Linked DNA regions of Mus musculus: region 2 is linked to region 1. A link is a contact called in public promoter capture Hi-C data. All regions are on one chromosome and are shown on one strand. Each heading gives the region's core, a stretch centred on a gene start, on an enhancer-like site or on the middle of the called end of the contact. The rest is flanking DNA. Distances are from core to core; before and after follow the strand shown. Region 1 holds the start of Xpnpep1 (X-prolyl aminopeptidase (aminopeptidase P) 1, soluble). Region 2 holds the start of Gpam (glycerol-3-phosphate acyltransferase, mitochondrial).

What was found. Promoter capture Hi-C pulls out the DNA fragments that hold promoters and counts their contacts.
Region 2: a contact with region 1 is called in a promoter capture Hi-C map of pre-B cells, with 4 times the contacts expected there. The contact joins the promoter of Gpam here to the promoter of Xpnpep1 in region 1. A contact is called at or near these places in 1 of 39 promoter capture datasets (pre-B cells), 1 of 484 Hi-C or Micro-C datasets (CD4 T cells) and 1 of 9 other capture datasets (liver).

The regions. Positions count from the first base shown.
Region 1 is chr19:53,036,626-53,040,487 of GRCm38.p6, reverse strand. Xpnpep1 (X-prolyl aminopeptidase (aminopeptidase P) 1, soluble) reads left to right here and starts at 1,918. Exons shown (of 20, transcript NM_001374834.1): 1 at 1,918-1,974.
Region 2 is chr19:55,097,578-55,101,439 of GRCm38.p6, reverse strand. Gpam (glycerol-3-phosphate acyltransferase, mitochondrial) reads left to right here and starts at 1,963. Exons shown (of 21, transcript NM_008149.4): 1 at 1,963-2,111; 2 at 3,813-3,862. The coding sequence starts at 3,842. Gm31356 (a long non-coding RNA gene) reads right to left here and starts at 1,897. Exons shown (of 3, transcript XR_001782666.2): 1 at 1,808-1,897.

The sequences.
Region 1 (3,862 bases), core at 669-3,168:
TTTTGGCTCCGCAGGCTTGAGGAAATGAACAGACATGCTGTGTCACACACATTCTTTTCTGGCTTGTCTACGTGCTAACCTAATGCTAACCGGGACTTTCAGTCCTCCAGGACAGCTGAACCCGTTGGATACAAGCGTACTCGGACTTCACCAAGGTCGACGTGGGATGGGACACAGCTTGGTTTTTAAAATAGGTGCTCACCTTCATTTAGTGCCAGGTGTTGTCCTAAGCACTAGGGACATAACAATGAACAAGAGAGCCACTGTGCCGGAGAAGTGTGCAATCTGGGGACATTTATTTCAGCAGCAAACACGTGAGGATGACTGTCAGCTTCTGCCCATTAAAAAAAAAGATTTTATTATATATATATATATATATATATATATATATATATATATATATATATACACACTGTAGCTATCTTCAGACACACCAGATGAGGGCATCAGATTTCATTACAGATGGTTGTGAGCCATCATGTGGTTGCTGGGATTTGAACTCATGACCTCTGGAAGAGCGGTCAGTGCTCTTAACCGCTGAGCCATCTCTCTAGCCCTCCTGCCCATTTTTAAGCAACAGAAACAACTCTTGCTCTGATGGCTATAGTATGTGTGCAGGGTAGAGAGACTATCCTCAGAAGATGAACTCCGGTGAACAACAGTAGAAGCTGTGGGAAAGGGGCCCGGATGGGTCCAAGCGGTTTACAGCTTTAAGCAGGTTTCATCGAGGAGGTGACACTTGACGGGACTGTGAGTGTCAAAGATAGGGAAGGCCAGCTTAGGTGGAGTGAGGTGACCTGTGAGCTGTGATTAAGAAGAGTCACTCCAAATGAAATGGGGACTGCTTAGTTTCTTTTCCCGTCGTTGTGATAAAACATTCTGGCGAAAGGAATTTGAGGGGTAAAGGACTTCTTCGGCTTCCAGTTTCCGTTCATCTAGTCAGGGAGCCAGGCCTTACATCGGTAGTCAAGAGGCGAGAGTAATATATTCATGCTCGTCTTCAGCTCATTTCCATTGATTTTATACAGTCTAGAATCCTCTACCTAGGGAGTGGTTCTGCCCGTCTTAAATAACACAAGACAACCCTCCAGCCAGGCCCAGGGGCTTTTTCTCCCAGGCGATTCTAGAATGGTCAAGTGGACACCTCAGGGTAGGTTCGGTCTGGCTTCTATGCAGGCGTCACACAGGTGAGGTGGAAGTGATGCACCCCAGATAGGTGACGTGATGGAAGTGGGTGGGGCTACGGATCTACTTTGAAGCCAGGACCAAGCGGATCTTGGGCAGATGGGGCATGGACCGGGGAATAAGGCAGATATTACGTCAAGATTTTTGCCCTTAAAACATGGAATAGCCACCGACTGAGATGAAAAAGCCCTACGTGAAGAATGTTTTTGTTTGTACATAGGGTTAGGAGCTAGGTTTGGACGCTTTAACGCCCGATCGTTAGCCCAAGTGAGCAGTAAGTTTTGAAGCTGTTGGGAATAATCATTTGGAAGACATCTCTAAGGTCTCAGCAAGTTATATCCTGATCCAGTCAGTGTCTCCAGGACCCTAAAATAGGTTCTTGCAGAGCTGGCCACGACTCTCTCGTCTTAGCTGACCTAAAAGCTGGAACAAACCGGAGAAGCATGCAGCTTCCTTAGCTGGCAAAACGCCTGTCCTTCCTCTTAAATGGAGAGGAAGATCAGTGACGACTGACCGGCGCCTCTCCCAATTGGTTGCACAGAACACCACACCCTCTCCAAGCAACAGCCCAAAGGTTTTGGAATTCTGACACTCGGCCACGCCCACTCCGGTGAACGGGCGGGGTTTACAGCGGGGCGGAGCCTCTGCGTGAGCACGCCACAGAGGGGAGGAGTGGCCTGCCCGGTGCGCGCGCCTGGCCGTGGGTGATCAGCTGGTCTGCGCTCCCCTGACGTGGGCTGGGGCACGTCACCGCCGAATGGCAGCCTCCAGAAAGCCGCCGCGAGTAAGGTGAGGGGACTGTGCCGGCTGACCGGCATCCGGCGCCCGGCGCGCGAGCTGCACCCCCGGGAGGGTAGGGACGAGAGGGCGAGCAGCGACGGGCCCGCGGCCGTCCGGGGATGGCCTTGGCTAGCGGGGGTTGCCCCAGCGGGAACCGGGGAACGATCTGTGCAGCCCGGCAGGACTCAGCTCGCTTCCGGCGGGGCCCCCGGGCACCTCCGGGCGGCCGGAGCCGGTCCAGGGACCAGTGTGACCGAGGAACTGCCTCGCTGGTCCCGGGAAAGCGGTGATCCTTACCACCCCCGACCCTGAGGGGAGGCCCTGCTGTTGCAGGAAGTTGGTCCCTCTTGGATCCACCCCGGGTACCCAGAAGTGATTGTGCCCCTGCCCTTTTCCTTCCTCCACGGCGGCGATCTAAAGTTACAACCCTGATCATTCTGATGACTGCATTTTACCTCTTGATTCAAACTCCCAACAGAGACAGGCAGCCGTTGTGCCCTCCCCACCCAAATGGTCTCAGGGGCTGTATCAGGAAACAGATAGGCATAGCCTTCCGGAAAATCCTCCTGGAGCCTGCTCTGGGTTCTTCTTGGACACAGGAAGTGAGAAGACACTTCCCAGACTCATGTTGAACATGCTTTAGTGTATCCCTTCTGCACCCGAACCAGGCACACTTGGTTATTTAAAGTGGGAGATGCTAAGAACATAAAACCAGAATTAAAACTCTGAGGGGATGCACAGGGGCGTACCCATCCTCTCAGACCAGTTGAGTCTTGAAAGAACACATGAGGCACCGCAGCCCGACTTGTGAAATTCCGACCATATTATGCCTGTTTCTGTGAGTGGACAGATCTCAAGCCTACCTTGACCCAGACCTGGTCTTGTCACAGCGTGTTAAGTGTGACCAAGAAGTTTATATATGCACGATGGTGGGTGGTGTGGGTAATTGTCCATGTGGTTAGACCTTCCTGGACGTCTTCTGCTGGAAATAAAGTCAGGCAATTGGATAATGATGTAATGTCAAAGGTTCGGAGGCAGCTTGAGGACCACACCACAGTCGTTGCTGGATCCTGGATCCGTAGTCACAGTATTGGGGGTGGTCAGTGAACGTCAGATGGTAGGCTGAGAGGGAGGGTGCCTTCCGGAAGTGGTAGAATTTCAGTGCCATCCAGTGTACAGATGAGGACCCCTTTCAGTTTAGAAGGTCAAACTGAACTCCTTGAAGGAGGCAAATGGAGGCTGGTGGCTGTTAGTGAAGCCAAAGATAGTCGAACCAATCCTGGCACCAGACTTGTCTTCCCCGTCTCACTTCTAGCTCCAGTTGTGTTCAGCTCTCGCTTGGGCAGACTTTTTCCTTCCCGCAGGTGGTGAGAGTTCTAGGCTGACAGTCACTAGAAACAGCCTTATGGTGCGGCTGGAGCAGAGGTCTTAGATCTCCTTCTCACTGAACTCACTTGATGGTTCATGCTATCTGAACTGGTCGTTAGGACCAGAGGGGTGTATTTACCAAGCTTGCATCCATGATGCGCATGGGTTCATGTGATAACAGCAGGTGATAGGTACTTACACCAAACCCTTGGACCGAAATGGGTATGGGGATTGTCATTGTCAGAGCAAAGTGGTGGTTGTCACGTCAAGAGCGGTGGGTTCTGGGTAGTGGAGGACATCTTTGCCTACTTCCCCACCCTAAGAACCCGTCCCATTTATCTCATTTCACTGAATACCATTTAGCACTTGGTTCTTTTTTTTTTTTTAAAGATCTACTTATTTATTATTATATCTAAGTACACTGTAGCTGTCTTCAGACACCCCAGAAGAGGCATCAGATCTCATTATGGATGATTGTGAGCCACCATGTGGTTGCCGGGATTTGAACTCAGGACCTTCGGAAGAGCCA
Region 2 (3,862 bases), core at 714-3,213, 2.1 Mb before region 1:
GTTGTTAAATATGACCATAATATGACTTTATTGTAGGGCTATTTTTGCTCTGCTACTGAGGTGAGATCATTTATGTCATAAATAATGAGGTTTCTAGAGTCTTTGAAGATCAGGCATTTTAAGCATCCTTTATGACCACCGAGAATCTTTTAGCTATGACTTGTAGATCCAAGAGCAGTCCCCATATTGTGCTAGCCACAGTGAGTGTTCTTCTTCACTTCATGTTTATGTGTTCTTCTTCCCTGAACCTGTGTCTGCAGGTCTCCATGGCTTCTTTTGCCACATAGCTTTCTCCTCTCTGGTACTCTGATGTTGCTCCTGCTTTGACACCCATAGTCTCTCAATTCTATCTCCTCATTTCAGTCTACCTAAACCTGGCTGAATTCCTTCTTTCTGTACTGAAGCCTGATAACTCTCTCTAGGTGATAAGCCAAAGCAAGTACAGGGTTCAGCTCATTGTGTGCCTCCCCTTGGACTGTCGACCTAAGGTACAGAATGTCTGATTCTTGAATGTCACTGTTTTATACTGCCTGTTTGGTTTTTCTTGTATTAAATAAGACAGCAAATTCTCCCCTGTTGCTCCATCTTGACTGGCTAGACTGGTTACTATAAATCACTCTGCTGATAAAATAAATTGCTTAGGGTGCCACCTGTTTCCAAAACAATTTTCATTATGTAACCAGAACTTAGCACGGCAAACCCACATTCACATGCACAGCCACTCTTGTGCAAGAAGAGTCACTATGACTGAGTTTTATGTAAGACACACTTTCCATATGGCTTACATTTTAGAATTTCTTTGTCAGTCTAATTCATTTCTCTTATCTTCTTTATCAATCTAAAGTTTTTCTTCATGCTTTCCTTCCATGCCTGTTTTGTTGTTAGGGCCCCTGTATCCTGTGCACAAAATTTCACAATGTTTTGGGATAAGAAATTACTCTTTGTAGCCAATATACACTCCTTGAGAGCCTTAGTGAAGTATGTTTGTTTTTTTTTTTTGCTAAGGTACATGTGAGGCTAAATCAAGGCAGGGTCCTTGATGAATGGCCACTTCTACTCTCTGGGGTTGTTTCCCAGAAGAGAATATTTGCTTTGTAGGATGGGTTTATAAAGAGAAGTGGAAAGTTCAAGCTAAGGAAATCTAGTTTTTCTTGTTGTGCCTCAGCTCCCAGTATTTACTGGGTGCTTATTATAACATATTAATTAGGACCCTGATGTAAGGCACTGTCGCTGCCATGGGTTTGCAGTCTGACACCGATGGATGAGGACCTGAGACATGGTGCTCTGGTTAATCTTTGAGATGTCGCAGGAGGCTGTGATAATGGAGGAATGGGGTGGAAGGGAAGGCTTGGAGAAGCAGTTCTGGGACTACAGAGTGCTGGGATGAGAGGCAGAAGCACAACAGGAGAGGGACAGCATCTCCGGGCCACAGCAGGGACAACTGCTGGGGACAGAGGGAGAGGAGCGGCCTCTCTGTTTATGTCTGATGTGCTGGGCCCAGGCATTTGGGTTCTAGGGAGCTATGGGCATGTTTTTAGTTATCTTTCAAGCCTTCCTTTGTCTATTCTACATTTTTTTCGCCGTTGCGGGCTCGGTCACTCAGACATTTCACAACGTTGCACTCTGCAGTCCTTGCCTCTTCATTCTTCACAAATTGAGCTTGGTCTCACATACAAAAAGGCAAGATCACGCACAAGTACCTAAACCCACGCAGCCCGAATGCATTCCGCCACAGGACAGGGCCTGGTGCTAGCCTAGGCTAGCTGAGGTCACGCAAGGGAGATGGCAGACAGACAGACAGACCCACCGGCCGATGCACGAAGCATGCAGCTTGGGCAGTGTAGACATCAGGCTCACTCCCCATGCTCTCCGTCCCCACCGTCCCCTTCCTCCAAGCGCCTTACGCTAAGCCTGGCGGCCGGCAGCCCCGACGTCACTGCCGCGCGCCGCCCGCGTCATCGCGGCGCGCCGCTGCAGCAGGCGCAGAGCCGAAGCGCTGGCAGCTGCGTGCGCCCAGGCGCGAGCTGCCGGGCGGGTGGAGAGGAGCGCGGTGCGCTGTGCGCGGTGCGGGCTGCGGCTGCAGACGCCGCTGGGCCGGAGCGCGGGGTCAGGTGCGTGGGTGGGCGCCGCTCTCCCTGGGCCCGCCCGAGGCTTTGCAAGAGTCCGGGGCGGACACCCGGGTTCCCCCTGGAGTGGGCCGGGCTCCCGGATGGGTGGGCACGGTATCGCTCCAGGGACCGGGCTGCAGTGACAGCACCAGCAGGGCTGACATCCCAGCACGCTCCGTCCCGGGGGGCCGGGAGGGAAACCGAGGCAGCGGGGGACTCCGCGAGCAGCTGGCTCCAGGGACCGCCCGCTGACAGCAGCCCCGCGTACCCCACAGTGTCCCGGGCGTGCTATGGAGACCCCTGCCCTCCCTGCAGCCGGACACAGCTGTCGGGTGGCATGCTGCCCATTTTCCAGATGGGAGAAGCAAGGCGTAGTAGTTAACCAACTTGTCCAAATTCACATGCGTGGTGTGCAGACGGGGCCTTGAACTCCAGAGGGGCCCCCTTGCCCCTGCCTGTGGCCCACTGTCAGATTTTGTTTTCTTCCCTGCTCAGCACTGCTGTTTAGAGCCTCTGGGATTCTTTTCTTTTATTCTCCTCCCCTCTCCTGTAAAAAAATCTGGCTTGACCTCAAGTAAACCCTGTGGGGCTGGAGGAGCAAGGCTTGGACGTCTGTTGGCACAAGCCTCCCTTTCCTCCTCCGATCGCCTCATTTCTTTTCTCAGGCTGCAGTGTGCTCCCCCACTCCCGGCCCCCCTCCGTTGTGTGGCCATTCAGAACCGGAAGTTGGTAGGGGGAGGGGGCGTCGAATCTTTATAATAAAGAACTTTTCCCACCAGATGGGGTGCTTTACTGATCTCTGGTGTCAGCTGATTGCTTATGCTGAACGGCTAAGGGCAGATGTTGTTTTGAGGCTAAACAGTTATCGGAGCAAATCCACGTGGGGATTGTAAAGAGTCCAGGTGTTCCTCTTAGAGAACAGTGTTCTCTCACTGAAGGTGGATTTTGATTTTAAGAGAAGAATCTAATGCTGGGGGGCAGGGGGAAGCCAGCAGCTAAAATAATTAAATAAAGATGATATAAGGTTTTTAAAAATTAAAAAAAGCTGCATTCATACATATAAAATGTCTTACCAAGTAAGCTTACGCTGGGGCTGGAGATGTGGCGCAGTGGTTAACAGTCCCGCTGATCTTTCAGAGGATCAGAGTTTGGTCCCAGCACTTGCATCAGGTAGCTCACGACCTAGCTCCAGGGATCTGATGTGCAGTATTGGCCTCCTCCAGCACTCATATGTATATGCCTATACATGCACACACATCCATAAATAAATAATAAAAAAGTTTTTGTCTCTATCCTCCCAGGGATACTCAGTTATTAACAAAAGTGAAATAATTATTCGTTGCAAGCCAGTATTATTACAAGTGCCTTATTTTGAAGTTGTCTTCCTTTTTTTTACAAGTGACTTCTCATGACAGTTTTGCCCAGGAATCTGAAGGCTACAGCTGCTGTATCCTTGTATGTTCGGAAAATACTGGTCTGTGAATGTTGACCTTTGAGGTCAGGGCAGTTTAGCAGACATGTAAACAGATCGGGCCAGATGAGCACTCTACCACCAAGCTATAGCTTTTTGCTGCTACTCACTACACTAGCAATCTGTCAGTTCATGTAATATCTTGTTACTAAGCAGAACTGTGAGGAGATGAGCAGTTTGAGGCCCGGGGTTACTCTCTGGATACTTCCTTGAGTAGTGCTTATTTCTTACAGCACATGGTTTGGGACTTGCACGTTCTGCCATGGAGGAGTCTTCAGTGACA